Regions from separate parts of the Mus musculus genome. Here region 2 is linked to region 1. A link is a contact called in public HiChIP or PLAC-seq data. All regions are on one chromosome and are shown on one strand. The core of a region is the stretch at or near the end of the contact, and the rest is flanking DNA. Distances in the headings are between cores, read along the strand shown. Region 1 has its middle 4.5 kb from the start of Gm34444. Region 2 holds the start of 1700047G03Rik (RIKEN cDNA 1700047G03 gene).

Region 1 (5,743 bases), core at 873-3,372:
GATGGAGTTCTCTTGGGATCACCCCTGTTCTCCAGAGAAAGAGGCCAAGTGATCATGAGACAGTGGAATGTACAGCCCCTGCACTCTGTAATCCTTAGTAGACCAATCTCATTGACCTTCAGTCAATGACAACGCAGGCTTCTTCCACTGTTGTCAAGAATAAGTACAGGTATTGAACTCTAAAGCCTTGTCTAAAATTTGGCTCGATTTCACTCTCCTCAGCACGCTGTGTGTCTGCAGGAGAGCAATGATGCTGAGTGATGCAATGGCTGGCTACTCTTGGTGGTCAACTTGACTCTATCTGGAATTAACTAACATCCAAACATGAAGGGCACATCAGTGAGAGCTTCTTGCTTGATTTAAAGTTGGAAGATCCACTTCTAATCCATATTTGGAGGCAGAAAGACACACACCTTTAATCCGGGCCACATCTTTGTGGAAGCCTATATAGGTACTTGGAAGAAGAAATCCTGCTTGCTCCTACTTGCCTTTGCCTTGCTAGTAAGTTCATTCCTTCCCTGGCATTAGAGAATATTTCTTCTGGATTCCAGTGTTTACTGAAAAATAGCTAAGATATCCAGCCTCATGGACGGAGCAACTACTGGATGCTTAGACTTTTGGTTCACAGTCAGCCATTGTTGGATCGGCTGGACCGCAGCCTGTGAGCTATTCTAATAAACCCTCTTTGCGGAGGTCAAGTCTCAGAGTGAGGAGGGTCCTGAGTCAGGGATGAGTGGGAGCAGCACTGATTCAATAATGACTCGGAGTCAGTAGTGGATGCAAGCTGTCAATTCAAGTGCTCTCGCTCTCATTGGCTGATCATTCTCATTATTGTGACCAGAGAGCTTGAACCCAGTCTTTTATTTACTAAAGGGTCATCATCAAAGCTTTAACCATCATTAATCAGTTTTTATAAATCCTTTAATTTACTTACGTTCTAAAAGTCCCGGATCACTATCCCTCAACCTCAATTCCTTAAAATAGAAACTAAACACAAGGGAAAAGCACATTTCCCTGTAGTCTTTACACAGACTGTTCTTCATGGGTAGCTGGGCACAGCACTTGTGGTTTCCTGGTACAGCAGGCAGCAGTCATTACAGTAGCTATTTTCATGAAAGAACAGAAAGGTAACAGACTACTGAGGTTAAAATAATTTCTTACAATGTTTCAAAAATTATGTAAATAAGGCAACTAGCTCTCTCTATCTCTCTAAGCATTGTCATCTCCTCCAAGTAGCTAGGAGAACAAAGTACGAACTTTTTACATGCTTGTATAGCATCTTTTAATTCTCTACTCTTTGTTTACTTATCATAGCCATTCCATGGACTCATGTTCAAAATCGACAATCTCTCCATAAACAGTTAGTTCACTTGCCCACTGTCCTCTTTCATTAAGCCATACTGTCCTTCTATTTGTTTCTAGATCATATACAGGCCTTTCTGCTATAAGATAAACCATTCTATCATTTGCTTATTTATTGTTATTGTTGTTGTTTTGGTTTGTTTTTGGTTTTGTTTGTTTGTTTTTATAGATTCCTCCTTCTTTTCTTATCCATACTTTTTCTTCTTCATACTACTTTAACTCTCTATCTTTGATGTTCCCAAGTTCACTCTGGTTAATTAATGCAGCAGTCATTGGACCAGAGGACGCGTATCTCCTTATATAATTCCAAATTTAAGGTCAAGTCACATAATGAGCAATTTCTATTAAGGGCCATCTTGGTCTCTATGGCCTCCGTGGTTATGTTGTCTAGATCCTTCCCATGACTCTAAAGGCCAGGAAGAAGGCCTGTTCCTCGTCTCCCACAGCCCCATGACCACCACCTTTCCTGAGAATTGCATGTTTTGTTTATTATGGAGTGATTAGCTCTGAGTAATGGGGGAGATATATTCCCCAGAAAGAGAGATTGAAAGTAAAACAAATAGAAGAAAGAGCAGATCAACCTCAGGGCAATAGCAGCCATTAATACACATGGGGATCTACAGCTTGATGATGCTCCAGGGGCAGGAACTGTCACGTTCCCCCTTACGCAGCCGTGCCAGACTCCATGCCCCCTTCTATGCATCTACAGAGAGATTTGTGCTATAGTTCTGTTCCCCTGGAGAGCCCTGACTAATACAGTGAGCGACTGGGCATCTGGACAGAGGAGCAGTCATTGCATCATCTCCCCAGCTAATGCAGCTGTACTTCCTGGAACTTCTGTCCATCTGGATGAAACATTTTGATTACTCTGACAAGTCTGCATTCTTCATGGGCCTTACACTAATTCATCTCAGTTTTTCTTACCAAATTAAATTGCCCTCGTCATGATTGTGGTCGAATGGTAATCACACCTTGAAGGGTTAGGGCAGTCCAGGCTATCTAAATGGGGCTTCCTGCAACACTATCCATTGGGAAAGTAACCAAAGTCCAGATATCTACCCCGCAACCCAGAGCTCTAGATTAGTGGCCTTTGCAAGAGTATGATACCAAAAGATCTTTAAGAAAGGGAGTGGCTAAAGAGTTCTTGATGGGAGCCGTTGATGGGGTGCTTTCCTTGAAGGAGATTGACTTTTCAATGTCAAGAAAAGATGCAATAGAAAGAGACCTTGACGCCCACCCATACCAAGGAGCTGCTGAGCAGGTTGTTGCTGGGTGAGGGAATCATTCTTCTCTGATGCTGTGGACAGTGGTAGGTTTCCCATGCCTCATTGTCAGGCCCTACAAGTATGGACCTATGTGCAGTACCAACTTAGTGGGTTATTGCATAAACAAACACATGAACTTGAGAGGGGTGTGATGGGGATCTGGGGAGGTTTGAAGAGAGAAACGGGATATAATAGTTTTTCATCGTGTTCATGTATGACGTTTTCAAAAATAAAGTAAAGCTTCTAAAGAAATAAATGCCAGTTAAAGACTAAAAACCAGAAGTTGAAAATTAATCCCTAATGTCAGTCCTAAAAAGACAGTGACTTACTGGCTTAAGTAAGAGGCTGTCCTCTGACTGTGGCTATGTGGCTAGAAAAAAAAAAAAGAACATTAATGACCACTAGGAAATGATAGGCATATGAAACTCAAGTGTCAAGTGAACTCAAAAAAGAAAGATGTCTCACTGTAGAATTTTGTGAGCCACAGTGTCTATATTTCCCATGTGAAGTAACTGTTTTGTTTTTCTGCTTCTATAAGTGGAATAAATCGTGTAAGGACCTTGCTAAAAATAATTTTCAGAGTTCTGTCCCAAATATTAATTTTTCATGTCAAGGATCAGCCTATAATTTGAACAAGAATATTAAGTGATTTAGAAATGGCAGTTTAAATGTCCACCATTTGAAAAGCATTTCAGAAGAGCCTGAGCTTTGCCCAGCCTCCTCCCTTTGCCATCCCAAGGACATCTCGTTGATGTAATCTTTCTAACTGAATTCATAGTCAGTGACCAACTTGATGCTATGTCCGTTTCACAGCAGTGGTCAAACCAAGGATTGTACTTTACGGGTTAGATTTTTGGAAAGTTGTTATTTATTAAGAGATCATTGAGGGCAAATTAATTTAGGGAGGCTGTCTGGCCCATGATGTGCCAGCACAGTTGTGTGAACCAGGTGCATCCAGTGGTGCATTGAGTTTTGTGTCCTAGAAGCTGAGCATGTGTCACATGTTTGTAATCCCCGTTACTTGGGAGACTAACGTGGGAGAATTGCATGTATAGAGCCAGCCCAGACATCGTATAAGAACTGATGAAATGTCATCTCCCAGATCTTTGTGTAATGAACAATAGAGTTAAAGTGGCTATGGGTATTTATCATGCTCACGGTTCATCTCTACTTAGTATTACTATTGATATCGGCAGGTGTTAGGGTCAGTGGACACCTCTGGCAGAGTTTCAGATTCTTGTGTTCCTGAACAAGAACCTGGACATTGGGTAGAAACAGAAGCCAGAGACAGTTTGCTAGGAAAATACACTTCCAAAGGAGTAAGGAAGTTGTTTCACAGTACTGTACAACAGAGACTTTACCTCAGGAAAGTGAGCTTTCTGGTTCACTTCTAACATGGGCTTTCTAGGGCTTGCTCAATTACAGGTCTCCATAGCATTTAAATATCTCATTGGCATTTAAATCTTCATGCAGAAGAGTGTGTATTATACTGAGTCACTATGGAGTGCCTGCATACCAGTGGCCTCAACTGGAATGGAGGGAAACGAGAGAAAAGCAGAAATAGGAGCCACTATGTCACCAGGTGGAGCCCTCTACCAATTTCCCTTGAAACCATAACATATAGTATGAGGTTTTCTCGGATGAGGGAAGACCAGTAGAACCCAGCGAGCAAACACAGATGGGTGGGTCATGGTGGATAAATGCCAGTTTCACAGGCAACCTTGGGAGGGCCTTGCCTTTGGAAGTTGTTGCCATTTTCATAACTTCTCCATGTGATTCCAAATACCTCCTATAGATTATCCTTTCCTCTTCTTTGGAAAAAAAACTTTATTTATTTATTTGCTTGTTTATTCATTCATTCATTCACTCATTCATTCATTCATTTCTCTGATCAGAGAAAGAGTTGTGGCTTTGAAGTTGAAAAGACTTTCAGGACTAGCCAAAATTAGGAAGCAGAGCTGGAATTTCTAATTAAAGATATTTTAATAAGGCTGAACTATAAAGATTAAGAGAGAGACTCTCAGAAAAAATTAAGATATGTCTGAGTGTTTGAGCTTTCCAGTAAGTCACAGAAAGTAAGATGTGCCCCAGAAAGAGGACAGGCTTTGTGTTGGTTAGGTTTTGTAAACTTGACACAAACTCTAGTCATCTGTGGTATGGAAGCCTCCACGGAGGAGTTGTCTCTATCCAATGGACCTATAGTCATATCTGTGCTTTGCTGCTCAAAGATTAATATGGGAAAGCCTAGCCCACTGTGGGTAGTGTCATCCCTAGGCATATGGTCCTGGGTTCTATAAGAAAGCAGGCTGAGCAAGTCATGGGGAACAAGCCGGTAAGCAGTGTCCCTCAGTAGTTCCTTCCTCTGCTCCTGCCTGACTTCATGCCATGAATTCTCTCAGCGACAGACTGATTCAACCCATTAGTCAAATAAACCCTTTTCTCCCCACCTGTGATTCATTTTTGTCATAATATTTTTCATAGCAATTGGAAACAAACTGGGAAAGAGAATAAGCCGTTGTGTCAGCAGTGGCCACATATATGCTTTTGGCAGCTCACAGGTTACTAAGAACTTTCCCATCTTGATAAGAGGAACATAAAGTGGCTCCAGGAATCCTGGGATGTCAGGAGCCATAATGGGACAAGCTAATAACTAGCAGGTGATCATCCTGAAGTGGCCTGCCTCGGATTATTATATAATCTGTAACAGGTGAGCCCTCATTAAGCAAGGCTGTGAGGGACTGATTTTAGGAAAGATTCCTCCTATTAGTATGCTTTTTCTGTTATTATTAAACATATATAACAATCACTAAGTAGGAGCACACCCCCTTTGAAGCAGATCTCTGCAGGTCCATGAAGATGTACTATCTTGTAGCAAAGCTATATTGACAAATAGATGACTTAAGTCTTAATGATGATCCTGTAAGAATTCCTAAAATTATATCTGTGATTATTAAGCTCTTTTTTAATAGGACTGCTATTGGGTCCTTTTCTGATAATTAAAGCTACAATGAGAACTCCCAAATGTCACCAGTTAATTGCTCTTAGATGGTAACCAGACTTTCTCCTATTCAGAGCACATTCCAAGAAGTTGTAAAACAATTAACCAAAGGTCATTA
Region 2 (5,743 bases), core at 2,164-4,663, 600 kb after region 1:
TTCTCTCAGCCCTTTAGCCCCATATTTCTCATATCAATAATAACAATATCATTCCGATCACTAACCTTAGTATCTTACCTTTCAGAAAATAAGTTGAATGATTTGACACCAAGTGGCACGCCACTGTGAGGATTCATAGAACACTGTGAAGTTTTTGGTTGAGCTTTAATTCCATTTTCTATTGTATATTAAGTTGAAAGTACTGTTGAAGAAAAGCTTAGCTTATTAGAGCCTTTGACTCAGTCAGTCCGATGCCAGGAGGAGAGTTGTTGGGAAACAACTTGGAGCTGCCATATCAAAGGCCCAGTGTCCACCAAGGCAACTCCAGTGCCAGCAATGTGGGCAACTCACATGGGGACAGGATTCCTGCTGTCGGACTCTTGCAGCACCGTGCCCAAATGGATTCCAATTCCAGTGGCATCCAGTTAGCAACCTGCCCCTCAGATAGGTCTCAAATTTTTCAGTGTGCCCAAGTATGGGCTGATTCTCAAAGCCGGTTCCAAGGGTGATAAGAAATGTGTGTATAAAATAGTCTGGGTCCATTCCATGACTCATCATCCTCAGAAATCACGCATGCTCCTGTGGCCAGAAACATCGTCTGGAAAGAGGAAACTGGCACTCGGGACATGACCATTCATTGACCTCTGTGCGCTGGGCTTACCACACATACTGTGGTCTGAATCTGACTCATGAGAGCCCAGGCTGGACCCTCTCACAGCTGACCTACACTACAGAAGGCCAGTAGCAAGTTCAGATCAGCCATGCTCACACTACACGCTATCGTGCTGTCAAGTGGGATACTTGGTACTTGAAGACCTCGTGGATCAGCTGAAGGGCCAGAAATCAAGTACATCAAGAAGTCTGAGTCTGGTGCCATGGTAAGAGGAGGGCAAGCAGTAGACGGGGGAGCAGAAGCAGGAGGCCCGTAGCACCGAGTTCAGTGTGGCCTGGGCCCACTATATTTGTCTTCCAGCCAGCACCATGGCCAGCTGCTCCTAGGATGGTAATGTACTCACCTGGACATGGGCACTGTTACCACAAGGTTGCTACATGGAGGGAGGGAGACACAACCTGGTCTATCACAGCTAGCACCCTTGCTGTCTTATGCAGAGACAGTAAGGTGACCCGGTGGAAGGAGTTGATGGACAGGAAGTGTGAGTACACCGGTGGTGTCAGCAAGGGCTGGGGTTCTGTGTCAGCATCAGCAGAGCCGGGAGTGGCATCGGGCAGGCTTTGAAACCCCGTGTGCCATTCGCAGGATGACATTGTAAGACAGCTAACCTGACACATGAAAAGAAGAGCTCTCGCCTGCACTGAGAGTACTTTCCCAGGAACAGTTATAAACATGACCAGATTGACAGTGCATCTTGCTGAACATGACTCCTTGTGGTCTATAATCCACTGCTCAGCTGAAAGAGCTCATAAAGAGGAAACTAAAACGACTTCAAATCTATTATTTAGGATGCATAATCCCAGCACTTGGGAGGCAGAGGCAGGCGGATTTCTGAGTTTGAGGCCAGCCTGGTCTACAGACTGAGTTCCAGGACAGCCAGGACTACACAGAGAAATCCTGTCTTGAAAAACCAAAAAAAAAAAAAAAAAGATGCTTGGGCCAATGTTGTGTACCGTCAGTTCATAGCTTGTGGGAGGGGGGGTTTCCTAAGTAATTAAATAGGATGGGAGAGTGATCTGGCTGTAGCATCTGTCACTCTGTTGATTGCCAGAGTCGCTTTGACTTATCTGGCTGGCTAGGCTGGTATCCCTTCCAAAGCCATTCTGTTGGCTGGACCTTCCCCAGTAGAGGGGGGCCAAGGGTATTCAAGTAGCTTTCATCTCTTGATAGACCCTCCAAATAAACTCTCAAAACACAAAGTAATTAAATAAGATCATTTTGTTTATGGGACCAGAGACATGGCTCAGCACTTGCCAAGACCTGCATTGTGGAAGAAGGGAACCATCATAAGTTGTCCTCTGACCTCCACATGCTCGCTGCGACATGGGCAGGCATGCTTGTGTACTCTCTGTATCTCTGTATCTCTATCTCTCTCTTTCCCCCTCATTCATGTGCACATGTGTGTGTGCACATTAAACAAATACAATAAAAAAAAAATTTTGAAGTCGGGCTGGTGAGCTGGCTCTGGATAAGAGCACTGACTGCTCTTCCAAAGGTCCTGAGCTCAGATCACAGCAACCACATGGTGGCTCACAACCATCCATAATGAGATCTGACGCCCTCTTCAGGTGTGCCTGAAGCTACAGTGTACTTATATATAATAAATAAATAAATCTTTGGGCTAGAGTGAGCATGGCCAGAATAAGCAGAGGTCCTGAATTCAATTCCCAGCAACCACAAGATGGCTCACAACCATCTGTACAGCTACAGTATACTCATATATACATAAAATAAATAGATTAAAAATATTTTTTTTTAAAAAAAGAGTATGGATATCAACCCATGACATTACTTCTGTGGAGAAAAGTGTTCACATTGGGTGCCTTAAAAAATAATAATAAGTCAAAAAAGTCTCTGACTCACCGAGCAGGGGTGGCACACACCTTTGATCCCAGCACCAGAGGCAAGCAGATCTTTAGCTCCAGCCCAGCCTGATCTACAGAGCTAGTTCTAGGACAGCCAGGGCTCCACAGAGAAACCCTATCTCAAAAGAAAAAAGAAAAGTCAAAATAATAAGCAACCATTTTATCATGTTTAGAAGGTAAGGATTAGGCTTATTTTAGAGCCTAAAAGCAATGCTGAATTATTAAAACAGGACTTATGAAACTATGAATAAAATAAGCAGGTGGTACCCCATTGTTTGTCTAGTTTGTTCTTGGTTTTGCTTTCCATTTAGTTTGGTTTGGTTTTTCCACGAGTGATGAAAAAATTTTATCCAAGGTCTGACCGTGGCTTTGCTGCCACCTTCTGGCAAAAAAGTGAACACCTTAGGCTATTTGATGACACCGAGTTTCTATAATTTTGTTTAAATTGTGCATTTATTTCAGTTCATCTACTACCACTAAAAATGAAATTTGTTAAAAAGGTAGAGGGAGCACCGAGGGAAAAAAGGTCTTCTTCCAACACATAAGAAAATTCCATTTCTAAACTGTTTTTAATACTGAGTGCCCAGCAGTGGCAGGAAAAGAAAAATGGTGGCCACAAATATAAGCAGAAAATTTGGACGAGAAGGTTAAGGAAAGCCCGTGTGTTGGTTTGAATGAGAATGTCCCCCGCAGGCTCTGTCATTCTGCCCCAGTTGGTGTCGCTGTTCATGATGTGTAAATGTAGTGTCGCTGAAGGAGGCATGTAACTGAGGTGGGGGGTATTGGCAGCTGGGGGTATTGATGAGTGGGAGGGGCATTGGTGGGAGGGTAGGCTTCAAGAGTAAAGAGTTTCCCCTGCTTCCGATCTAACCCCTATGCTTCCTGCTTTAACCGCTATGGAATGGGCTGTTAGGAAGCCACCTTGGAACAAGATCGCCGAGGCAAAGAGTTTGAGGAATGTATCTCATCTCTCATCCCTTCTTCTCTGCCTGCTTCCTGGCTGCCAAGAGGTGATGCTCTGCCCCTCCACTTCCTCCTACCACGATGCCTTGCCCCGGGGCTCAGAGGCAGTGGAGCCAGCCAGCCGTGGACTGAAACCTTTCCTCCCTTTAAGTTCGTGTCTCAGCTATTTAGTCACAGGGATAGGAAGCTGACCAGCACATGGTGTCCTGCTTGCTAGGGAGGAACGTGTTCCCTGAGGTCCTCTAGGGCGGCGTTTCTCAACCTTCCTGACAACGCTGCCACCCTTCAAAACAGCTCCTCCTCTTGGGGTGACACCAACCATAAAGGTATTTTCATGGCTACTTCATAACCGTGAATGCCTGTGTTTTCCTATGTTCTCAGGTGACCCCTCAAACCCCAAAGGGGCCACGACCCACAAGTTGAGAACCGTTGCTCTAGAGCACTGGACCAATTTAGGTAAATGGACAAGAAAGCCTTAGTGGTTTGAATGAGATGTGTCCCATAGCGTAGAGTAGTTAAACACTTGGTCCCAGGTTGGTGGTGCAGCAAGAGAGGCTTAGGAAGGGGTGTGCACATGCTGAAGGAGGTACGTCACTGGGGGCGGGCTTTGAGAGTTTAAAGAATTAAGCCACGCCAAGTTTCCTCTCTTTCCTTTTTGCTTCAGGTTCCCTCGGCTTTCTGTCCATTCCTAATTGTGACTGTTGCTTGCCGTCATGCCTCTCTCCTCCAGCATGGACTCTAACCCTCTAGAAACTGTAAGTCCAAATAAACTTCCTTCTACACATTGCCTCGGCCATGGTATTTCATCACAGCAGCAGGAAAGCCACAGATAGAATAGGGACACGGTATGAGATCATCTTATTCGCAATTCTCTATATCACAGGGTGACTAGTACTGTAATGAAATACCATGACCAAAGCAACTTGGGGAGGAAAGGGTTTATTCCACTTACACAGCACCGTTCATCACTAAAGGCATGCAAGACAGGAACACAACCAGAGCAGGATCCTGGAGGCAGGAGCTGATGCAGACGCCATGGAGGGAGGCTGCTTACTGGTTTGCTTCCCATGGCTTGCTCAGCCAGCTTTCTTATAGAACCCAGAACACCAGCCCAGGGATGGCACCACCCACAACGGTCTAGGCCCTCCCCAAGAAACCACTAAGAAAATGCCATACAGCTGGGTGTTACAGAAGCATTTTCTCAATTGAGTTCCCTCCTTTCAGATGACTCTATCTTGTGTCAAGTTGACATGAAACTAACCAAGACACACTATAAAAATGATATTGTGTGGGACAGGCATGGTGACACCTTTAATCCTAGCACTCAGGAGTCAGAGGCAGGTGGATCTCTGTAATTCCAAGGCTAGACAAGGAAACATATCTCGTATACACACACACACACACACACACACACACACACACACACACTGACATCTTGCAGAATAAATGGCCAGTTCTTTATAAAGGTCACATGAAGGGGGCTAGAGAAACTACTCAGTGATTTAGAGCACAGGCTGTCTTGCAGACAACTGGGGTTCAGTCCCCAGCACCCACATGATGGCTCACGACCAACTATAACTCCAGTTCTAAGAGAGTTAATACACTTTCTTGGGGGGGGGGGGCTTCTTGGGCATCAAGAACACACACCAAACAAGCAAACATCCTTTTTTTTTTTTTTTTTTTTTTTTTGATTAAAAAAAGGGTGTGCATGGAGTTAGCCACAACAGTGAAGTAAGGTGAACTATGAGTCCATTCACCTGACCAGGAACTAGATAGATCCCTTGTATAAACCACTCTGTCCATAGTCCCGCTAAGGGGGGATAAGTAAGCCAGGGTATACACCAATTTACTCATCCATCCATCCATCCATCCATCCAACCACGGGGTACCGCTGGGACTTAACGTGCTTTGAAAGAGGAAGCTGCCACCCACGGTACAACAGCAGCTGCATTTTTTTATAAAGATTTTATGTATGTGAGTACGCTGTCTCTCTGTCTTCAGACACACCAGACGAGGTGTGTGTCCCACTACAGATGGTTGTGAGCCACCGTGCGGTTGCTGGAAATTGAACTCAGGAGCTCTGGAAGAGCAGTCAGTGTTCTTAACCTCTGGGCTGTTTCTCCAGGCCCAGCAGCTCTCTCTTAAACCGTCTGCTCAACTTTCTCCAAGACAGCACTGGCAAACCTTAAGGCATTCCCACATCACCTGGTGATCGTGTTGACAGAGGAAGCCTAGGATGAGA

Evidence for each region. HiChIP or PLAC-seq counts read pairs in DNA pulled down with a chosen protein or histone mark.
Region 2: a contact with region 1 is called in an H3K4me3 HiChIP or PLAC-seq map of the 230-238 cell line, with 10 times the contacts expected there. The contact joins the promoter of 1700047G03Rik here to the enhancer-like site in region 1. A contact is called at or near these places in 1 of 39 promoter capture datasets (liver), 1 of 484 Hi-C or Micro-C datasets (liver), 3 of 115 datasets of contacts at active chromatin or transcription factors (the 230-238 cell line and embryonic stem cells) and 2 of 9 other capture datasets (embryonic stem cells and liver).

What each region holds. Positions count from the first base shown.
Region 1 is chr15:11,368,714-11,374,456 of GRCm38.p6, forward strand. No RefSeq gene overlaps it. Among named protein-coding and RNA genes, the nearest start is that of Gm34444, 4.5 kb to the left of the region's middle. Within about 2 kb of position 2,123, at least 16 of the 459 cell types and tissues checked have an H3K27ac peak or open chromatin away from gene starts, as enhancers often do. A contact at or near this core is called in the 230-238 cell line, where this site is marked.
Region 2 is chr15:11,963,649-11,969,391 of GRCm38.p6, forward strand. It overlaps 1700047G03Rik (RIKEN cDNA 1700047G03 gene), which reads left to right and starts at 3,414. Exons shown (of 3, transcript NR_040447.1): 1 at 3,414-3,548; 2 at 4,166-4,256. It overlaps Gm34618 (a long non-coding RNA gene), which reads right to left and starts at 543. Exons shown (of 3, transcript XR_383841.4): 1 at 79-543. It also overlaps the pseudogene Gm21997.